Regions from separate parts of the Mus musculus genome. Here region 2 is linked to region 1. A link is a contact called in public Hi-C data. All regions are on one chromosome and are shown on one strand. The core of a region is the stretch at or near the end of the contact, and the rest is flanking DNA. Distances in the headings are between cores, read along the strand shown. Region 1 holds the start of Tst (thiosulfate sulfurtransferase, mitochondrial). Region 2 overlaps Cacng2 (calcium channel, voltage-dependent, gamma subunit 2).

Region 1 (4,474 bases), core at 1,136-3,635:
ACCTTGGTGGTGTGCATTTGTGTCCAGCAAATCCTCTCACAGAATGGGTCAAGTAGCCCCTCCCTGCCTGTCTAGATGGCCCCTGGACTTTGCCCAGTGCCGTCCCCTCCAAAGAGCCCCTGAAACAAAAGCCATGTACTGTGACAGGGCTGGGGACCTCTGCTTGTTTATCAACAACCAGGAAATGCAAGGTCAAGCAGTTGGGCTGAACCCTCCACATAAAAGTGGCTGAGCTGGAATGAGAACCCAGTCTCCCTGGCACTTCAGGGCAATCAGAAAAGGTAGGAAGAGTCAGAGAGAAGAGAGGGACCTTAGAACTCAGGCAGCCTGTGTCCCCTCTACAAGCCCCGACTTTCCTCGTCTGTAAAATGATAGGACGCTATGTCTGGGCCCCATTATCACTCATTTCTTGGTTTGCAGCCAGGAAAGCCCAATGGCCAGCTCCACTCTCCCTTCCTCCAGTTTCAGTTCCAAGAAGAAAATGGGGTTTTGAGTCAAGACCAGGAGGCATCCCAGGTTCAGAGTCTCTGGAAAGTGCCTAACAAGCATGCATCTTTCTCCTCTGACCTTCCCAGAGCCAAGCAGGCGGGAGAAATCAAAGGCCTGGAGAGAGTGAGACTGGAGCAATGCCAGCCTCTGCCAACTCCATGTGTGGCCTTGATCTACTGCTGCCTGTGTGCCAAGGCCCCCTCTGTCCAGTGGGATGAGAATTTAGTACTAAGACTGTAAAAACAGGGTTGCTGACATCAGCTGGCAGAAAGGAAGAGACAAGTTTTTGAAACTTTGTAGGCAAGTTTTGAAACTTTTTAGGCAACATTTTGAAACAAGTTAGGCAAAATGTATCCTGGAGTTAAGTCTTACTGATGAGGGAGGCAGAGAGAGAGAGAGAGAGAGAGAGAGAGAGAGAGAGAGAGAGAGAGAGAGAGGTGAGGTGGGCCAAAACTTGGGGTTGCCTCTGGTCAGGCGCCTCTAGAAAGCAGCATTTCATCTCCTGAGTTTATTTTTTCCTGACTCCTAAACTATACAGACTTCTTCAGGCTTTCTCACACATACCAAAGGGGACCCAAGGGGCCATCTTTCCAGGAATACCTAGCACAGGAGGAGCCCCTGAACCCTAGGAAATGGTGGTGGGACTGAATGGATTTATATCTGGATTTCGAACCCTGGGTTAAAACAAAATGATACCAGGTTCAAATCCAGATTCTACCACTTAACTGACCAAGTAACAATCCCCCAGTGCTTCATCTAAGTCAGGTATTTCATCCCGTCCATTTCCCTGGCTGATAGCTGCTGTAACAGACAGGTCGCAGCCACTTGCTGAGGTTATGAACTGAGGTGCCTTTCACAGACACTAGCCAGGGTCCCAGAAGAGCTCAGAAGGGCCTTGTTGATATTTGAAAGGGCTTCTGGGATGGAGAGAGTGGGAAGAGATTTGTAGACCTCTGTGCAGCCATACAAATGACTGCTTGTGGAGAGAACACCTTTTCGTACATCTACTGCATGTGGGAGCGCTGGTGCCTGGAAGTGGACCATGGATGGACAGGACCCCAGTCACCTAATAGGGGCAGCTTGTTAGCACCCGGCTATGGCACACAGGGCCCCCATGTATGAGCGCTATAAAAGACTTCAAGGTTGGCCGTACCCTCCCATTTTACAGATGGAAAGACAAGTCTACCTAGAGGGCCTGAGGGATCCAGGGGTTTTTTGATTCCCCATCCTTTTGTTGTGCAATCCTCCCAAGGGCCACTGGAACACCTACCTACTATATCCGGCTCCGGTTGTGTGCCCAGGTACCGTCCTTGGGCCCGAGAGTCCACCAGCTGGAACCTTTTAGACTGGAGATTCTCTAGGACCTGCTCATAGGTCTTGAGCAGGGAGAGATTCAGTGTGGCTTTGAAAACGGCTGGCTCTGGCCTCGAGGGCTCAGATGTCACCGGGTGGCCCTCCTTCAGCCAGTTCCGGAAGCCACCATTGAGCACTGACACTGTGCGGTGGCCAAACACACGAAACATCCACCAGACTCTGGGTGCATAGAAGCTGCCCAGGTCATCTCCATCGTATACCACCACATGTGTGTCGTTGCTTATGCCCAGGTTGCCCACATAGTCCCCAAAGTGGGCCTCACTGGGCAGCATCATCTCATAAGGCGAAGTCGTGTCCCGGCATTCCTCTATATCAAAGAAGGACGCGCCAGGCACGTGTCGCTCCTGGTACTCTTTGCGTGCCTGGCGGGTCCCGGGTGAGTACCAAGACGCGTCCAGCACCCGAAGGCTGGGCCCCAGGCGGCCAGACCGAATGGATTCCGCCAGCCACTTGGTGGATACCAGCGCCCGGTAGAGCACCTGATGTACCATAGTGTCAGTTCTGCGAGTCACCTGGCGCGGTTGGGAACCAGGAAAGAGACAGGCCTGAGAGGGCTGAGTGCGGTGGGCGGAGCCCAGGGGGCGGGGCTGTTGCTCCCACTACATTTTCCCAGCGTGCAATCGTAACTACACTCAGAGCCAGACTCACAGTGGGAGAGGTTGGCACATTCCCTAGGGAAAGCCTGCTCCACCCCTCCCACTTCCCCGGCGCCCTCCCTTTCTGGTGCCTAGGAGGGCAGGTGGGCGTGGCTAAGAGCTTCGGTGCATTACTATAGCAGCAAATTGGTGGGAGGGGCTGGCTCAGGACTCTGTCTTCAAGAATGGGAAAAACAAACACAAGTCAGAGATGGCCTTCCAGTCGCCTCTCCGGGCGCACTGATTACCCTTCTGCTTTCGTTTCTTGCAGCCAGAGTTCTCTGGCTTCTAGAATGTCCAATTCCGGTGAAAGGGCTCCAGGCACTCTGCCCTGCTTTCGCCAGGACCCAGCTAGCGGCTCCATCCTGGGCGGCTCGCTGCACTCAGTCGCAAAAGTAGCTGGGCTGGCACTCGCCCTTGCGCTCCGAAGAAGCTGGAGGGTTCAAACCAGGAGCCGGGAGGGTTCTCAAGTGGCCCGCACCATTGTACCGCCTCCCATGGGGGTGAGGAGAGAAACCTCTCTCGTAGACAGTCGGGATTCCGAACAGCTTCTGCGTCTTCGCACGGGAGTCTTGTTTGCCCCTCCTCGTATAATACTTCTCATACATAAAGGGGGCTATTTGAAGCTCGAGGTGACACTGGGGCAGCGCGCAACCCGGCTTCATGGCGCCTGCGTCCCCCGCAGTACGGGAAATGGAAGGTGCAACGTCTCGGAGTGGCCCAAACAGTGGGCTGTGCCCAAGTCTCCTCCCTTTGGCTGGCCGCAGGTTGGTGGCGGAAGGAGGGAACCTCTGAGGGCGTGGGGAGGGGGTGACATGGCGGAGCTGGGAAACGGGGAGCGCAAATCCCTGGTATCTGCTACCCAACGCGTCCTACTTGCTTTTCTGTGAGAGAGGGTGCTTCTCCGGGGGTGCATAGCGTGGTATCACGCGGGAGTGGAGGAGGGGATGCAGTCTATGAGAGAAGAGTTTCCAGGGCGCCTCTAATTTGCCTTAGGAAGACTGTCCGTGGCTGCTTGTGGCCGTCTGTGGGTTGGTGTGGGATAAGAGACAGGTGGGTAGCAGTGAGTGGATGGGGTTTGGAAAGACCTGATGCCTCCTGAGAAAGTTGGGGGGGGGGAGCAAGAGAATAAACAAAGCAATTCAGAGGAGCTGTGGTGAGGAGATCTAGCATGCCCCAAGAGGAGAAAGTAACAGAACGGAATAAAAATAAAACTAGCATTTATGAAGCCCGCCTTGCCGAGTGCCTTCACGACCCTGCCGGATTGAGCTGAACTCCCAACAGGAGAAACAGGTAGAGCCAGGAGGTGCCAAGGCACGTAGTGGAAAAGGGACTAATTTCTCACCTGAAGCCCAAAGTGGTGGGAGCTGCCTCGGTTTACCTGTCCATCCTTGAAGCCTTATGCTTAGTAGTAGTAGTAGTCGTCGTTGTCGTCTTGGGCTTCAGTTTTTACCACTTCATTGTAAATTTATATAAATCCCAATAAGCAAGATATCTGGAAATAGAGCATGGCTCCTGCAAACCAGCTGTACACCCCCTCTCTAGTCTATTCTGTTCCCCTGGAATGCTTTTCTCTTGAACTCCCCTCCCTGTTTTTTTGAGCATCTATCCTACCCTGAAATACTGTCACAGTGTGTTGCAAAAATTCACTGTCTAGCATTTTCCCAGCATACTCTGCACCTGGAGCTTGACAGTAGGGAAGAGAAGGTACCAGGAGGGTCTAGTTAGGGAGATGCTCTTCAGTGCCCGAACCCCCACCCCCCATGGGTGGGATATATAGGCTCACACTAACTTAGGATGGCCTGGGCCTGTCCTATATGTCCTGATGGACTTCCAGAGAGCTACTCTCCCCTGGGATCCTGGCCCTTCAAGCACAAAGAAACCTAGTCTCTTTCTGGTCTCTTCCCCTCATGAGCACTCATAGCCTAGCCTCTCTGACTCTCTTTCTGCTGCCTGGGGTCTTTTGTCATAACTGT
Region 2 (4,474 bases), core at 1,277-3,776, 320 kb before region 1:
CAGAGTGCTTGGGAACACATCAGCCATCCTTGGGTATGCTATCTTGCCTGTGACTGGGGCTGATCACTGAGCCTTCTTCAAAGGTCTTAGGAGGAGGCACTGTGGGCTTCCAGGGCCTGAGGGTACTACTCCATCCCCGTGAACAAATGTTGTGGAGGGCATCCCTCTTCCTCTCTCGTGCCTGATCATAGGCATGCTATGTCACCGACGATGGCATCCCAGGTAGAAGGCAGAGATTCATAGTTGGCTCTATGTAGTGGTCAGCACATGAAAGAGACACCTGAGGATAACAGTCCCAAGGCTGTAAGGGGACCTGGCCCTGCCACATGGTCCTGCCTTCCCTGAGGCTGACGGTCAGGCAGTGAGGCTGAAGGTCAGGCAGCCTGATGAGCCTCGGCACACACTGAATACAAGCCGAGTTTCTACCCTGATCCTTTGGGATCTTGGCAAGATGCTCAACTTGTCTAAGCCTCCATTTCTTCATCTGGAGAATGGGAATAATGGAGTTATTGGTGAGGCTGGGCCTCATTCATATACCCATTCTCTCATCAGTCACTCCCTGTCCCCAACTCTTGTTCTCTTCCCTGGCTCATACCTCACACACTCAGATCATTCTCTAAATGTGCCGGGATGATTATCTCTTCCTCCTTCAGGATGCCCTCTCTCCTGGGTACCAGAGGTGGGCACCCTCAGGTCTGGGACCCCAGTGCCTGGCACTTACCCCAGTCAGCAGCGTGTAGAAAATGATTGTGTGTCTGTGTTTTGGGCACTGGGATGAGTCCTTCGCAGACAATCCCCATGCCTAGAGAGCTTGAATTCAAACCCAGATAAGTCCTAAGCTTTCTGTTCTCCCTAGGGCACCAGTTATGCATTTCTGTTTTACTGGACCTTGATGTACTTAGCTCTGTGTCCCCAGGGCTCTGTGCCATCTAGGGAGGCGAACGAGAGTGGCTGAGCTGATCCTGAGGCTCCGTAATGCATTGCTAAAAACAATTACCATTGAAAGGGAAAAAGAAAAAGCTGGAACACACAGAGACCACAGGTTCCTGTCTCCAGGATTCTATCCCCTTGCTTCACTAGGAGCAAAAAAGCCCTGTGAGATGGGAGTCCTACCCATCCTGTCAGGTGCCAGCATTTGCCATGGGCAGCGTGCTCGGTGGACGCAGTGTGGATAGGCAGGTGCCTTTCCCCCGACCAACCTGACAATTAGACCACACTGCTCTGCGAACCAAGATGATGCCAGATCTCCTAAGCTGAATGGCCTTTGGTACATGCCAAGGGGTACTTCGGGGAAAGAGCCACCTCTGCCCCCTCAGACTCTGGGGCGGTGCATTTCCGGTAAGTGCTGTGCAGGAGCTGGGAACGAGCTGATAAGAGGACGCGGAAGTGCGATGGGCTCCAAAGGCCGCGTCTTCTCCAGGCACCTGAAGCGTTTTCCTTTCTGGAGCAAACTCTGTAATATTAATAAACGGCAGAGAGAAGGAGAGCAAAGCGACTCTTTCCCTTTGACACGGCGAAGATCACAGGGACGAGAGAGACCTTTAATCTTTATTAATGTGTCTCGAGGGGGCCTCTCCCGCAAGCTGTGGGAAGCAGACTTCCAAAGAGCTCGAATGGCTCCCCGTTCTCAGCATCCCCGGGTGCTTCAGATGACTGCCTGGTACTGTTCAGAGTTGAGCAGGGCCGCGTCATGGGGACCTGCTGTGTCCTGGGCAAGAACAAGGTAGTCCTAAGCTGGCTCCCATCTGTAGGGGGCTGGAAGGCAGGGGAATTCAGGACACAGGGCCCGGTCACATGGCCTGGCTTCTAACCAAGGGCACCAGTGCCCTGAAGAGGTTCAGAAGGAACTGGGCTGTGAGTGGCAGGCACAAGCAGACATTCCGCCTATGGGGCCACACCTGAGTTCATTAAGGAATGGCAGCTCCCTTGCTCATTTGTTCCTGGGTATTTCAGCTCTCTTCCGCCTTACCTAGCTAAAAGCTTCCTAAACTTGCCCATCTTCATATTAAACTTTGCTTGAGAGCAGAAAAAAAAATCTGGAACTTGATGTTATTCCAAGGGCCTCACACACCAAAGCTGCCAGGGTGACAGGGAGAGTAAGGAAGGAGGGGCCAAGGTAGGTCAGGGTCACACACACATAAGAGGCCAAGAGATGTGTGCATTCATTCATCCACCAAAACATTCATTGATCCATTCATTCATTCATTGAAAAGTATTTATTGATCTCCTACTTGGTGCCTCTCTGGGTGCCAGACCCTGGACAGGGTTAATGTCACCAAAGCCACATGAAAATGCAATGTTATTTCTGGTGATGTAGATGTGGCACGCCCTCTCCCTCCCTGGCACAGATCACACAGCTTCAGAGAGATCAGCCCATCCAGGCCTCCCACTGGGCTGCGGACTGACCAGGATTTAACTTCTGTTCCAGGCTGGCTTTTTGACTCTCTCTGAAGCCTCCTGACAGACCTGAGTTGGGCAGGCTGGCAGAGGAGGAAGGAGGAAGCAGCTGGGGTGTGCTCACTAAAGGCCTCGCCTAATTCGATTATGTTTGCTAGACTGGAGTAGAATAAAGGGGGCCGTCTCTTATCGCACCCGCTCCTAATGTTTACAGAGCAAGAAAGGAAAATGTCAAGGCAGAAATTTCAGTGTTGGGGGGCACATGCTTGAAAGCTGAAGTGTAGAGAGAATGGACTGGGAACAGAGTTTCTGATCGACACTTAGCTCTGATGAGAGAGGCGGGAGCCCTGGGAGTCAGAACCTTCAGAAGGTCAGGTGAGCATCCGGGCGCTGGTAGGGAAGAAGATCCGTGTAGGAGGATATCAGGGCATGGAGAGGCTCATGGGAAAGGTTCCTAAAGGAAGGGAGGTGGGGCTGGCATGTGGCAGGGGCATGTGGATGGTCACATGGTCACTTCCTGCATCTCCTTACTTCGTCCCAAGCCCTCTGCTCCCCCACCCCAATATCTACCCTCCCATGCAGCCAAAAGGAGTGTTCTAGCACAGCAGAGCCCCATGGTTAGCATTCGGACTCTGCCTAGGTTTGATGCGTGCTCAGCCCACTTGTGTGCCCTGTGTCCTGTGTAGGTTGCTTAATTGTCCTGCATGCCCATGGCCTCATCTCTGAGTAAGGAACCGAGCCACCTGAGACTCATAGGATTGTCACTGAGGAGCCAGTGCACACAGAGATCACACGGTAGCTGGTATGTTTAACAAATGAGAGCTTCTGTTCTTACTGCAGTGTGTTTCCTAGTGCCGAGGACCGAACCCAGAGCCTTGAGCCTGTTAGACACATACTCCCCCGCTGTCATATGCTAGCTTGTCATCACTGTAGGTCTTCTCATGCTATGCCCTTTTAAAATTCCACTAGTAAGCATACACTTGTGCACTCACATATGCACATATAAGCACACACATACACGCACACAACAACATACACAATACATGTACCCATACCCATACTCATCTATACACATTCACACATACACATACATAATGCTCTCATATGCACACACATATATATGTATCCCTAAGTGTGTGCATTCACATATATGTGTGCATGTGAGAATGTATATATGTATGTGTGTGCATGTAAGTGTGTATATGTGCATGTAAATGTGTATACACATATGTACATGTGTTTATACAAGTACAAGTGTATGTATACATTCACATTCATATATACATACAAATGCACATATGCACACATGCACACACATGCATATATATATTCTCACATGTACACATATATGTGAATGCACACACATAGTTACACATGTAAATATAAGCACACACATGCACACAAACATGCACATGCATATGTGTATATACATACCACACACATGTGCATACACACACATATATACATGCACACATGCATGCATACATAATATACACATATGCACATAAACACACACACACACACACACACACACACACACACACACACACACACACACTCTTCTCAATTCAGAGATGAACAAAGGACTAAAATCAACATCTCCCACAAGAAGCAGCCACACATATAAAGGGAGATGCTTGGTATATCTAACCCAAGGGGTGCAAGTCTAACTCTCAATGAGAAGATACCATCAGTGTGGCTGCTTTTAAGAAACCTAAGTAAATTGTGGTGGCAGGAGGTGGAGAAACGGCAACCCTGCGCACTGTGAATAAGGTATTAAGTGGTGTTGTCAATGTGGAGATGATATAGGTGTCACTCCAAAAGTTAAGAATAGAATGACCGCACAACTCACAATTACACTTCTGGGTACATAGTCTAAAGAATGGAAGGGGCCAAAGCTATTTGTATATCTTTGCTTATAGTTAAAACCCCAAATCAGCCCATACATCCCTTGGTGGTTATATGTGGTGTATCTATCCCGTGAAATATTATTCATCCTGAAAACAGAGGAAATTCTTTCACCGGTACTGCCATGAGGTAATGGAATGGCACCAAGTTTTCAGAAACCGCATCATAA

What was found. A called contact is a pair of places that touch in the nucleus more often than the background predicts.
Region 2: a contact with region 1 is called in a Hi-C map of cerebellum, with 1.7 times the contacts expected there. The contact joins the enhancer-like site here to the promoter of Tst in region 1. A contact is called at or near these places in 1 of 484 Hi-C or Micro-C datasets (cerebellum), 2 of 115 datasets of contacts at active chromatin or transcription factors (large pre-B cells and pancreatic cancer cells) and 1 of 9 other capture datasets (adipose tissue).

What each region holds. Positions count from the first base shown.
Region 1 is chr15:78,403,480-78,407,953 of GRCm38.p6, forward strand. It overlaps Tst (thiosulfate sulfurtransferase, mitochondrial), which reads right to left and starts at 2,386. Exons shown (of 2, transcript NM_009437.5): 1 at 1,760-2,386. The coding sequence starts at 2,354. Mpst (mercaptopyruvate sulfurtransferase) reads left to right here and starts at 3,233. Exons shown (of 3, transcript NM_001162493.1): 1 at 3,233-3,265.
Region 2 is chr15:78,080,570-78,085,043 of GRCm38.p6, forward strand. All of the region lies in intron 1 of Cacng2 (calcium channel, voltage-dependent, gamma subunit 2), which reads right to left. Among named protein-coding and RNA genes, the nearest start is that of A730060N03Rik, 36 kb to the right of the region's middle. Within about 2 kb of position 2,527, at least 10 of the 459 cell types and tissues checked have an H3K27ac peak or open chromatin away from gene starts, as enhancers often do. A contact at or near this core is called in cerebellum, where this site is marked.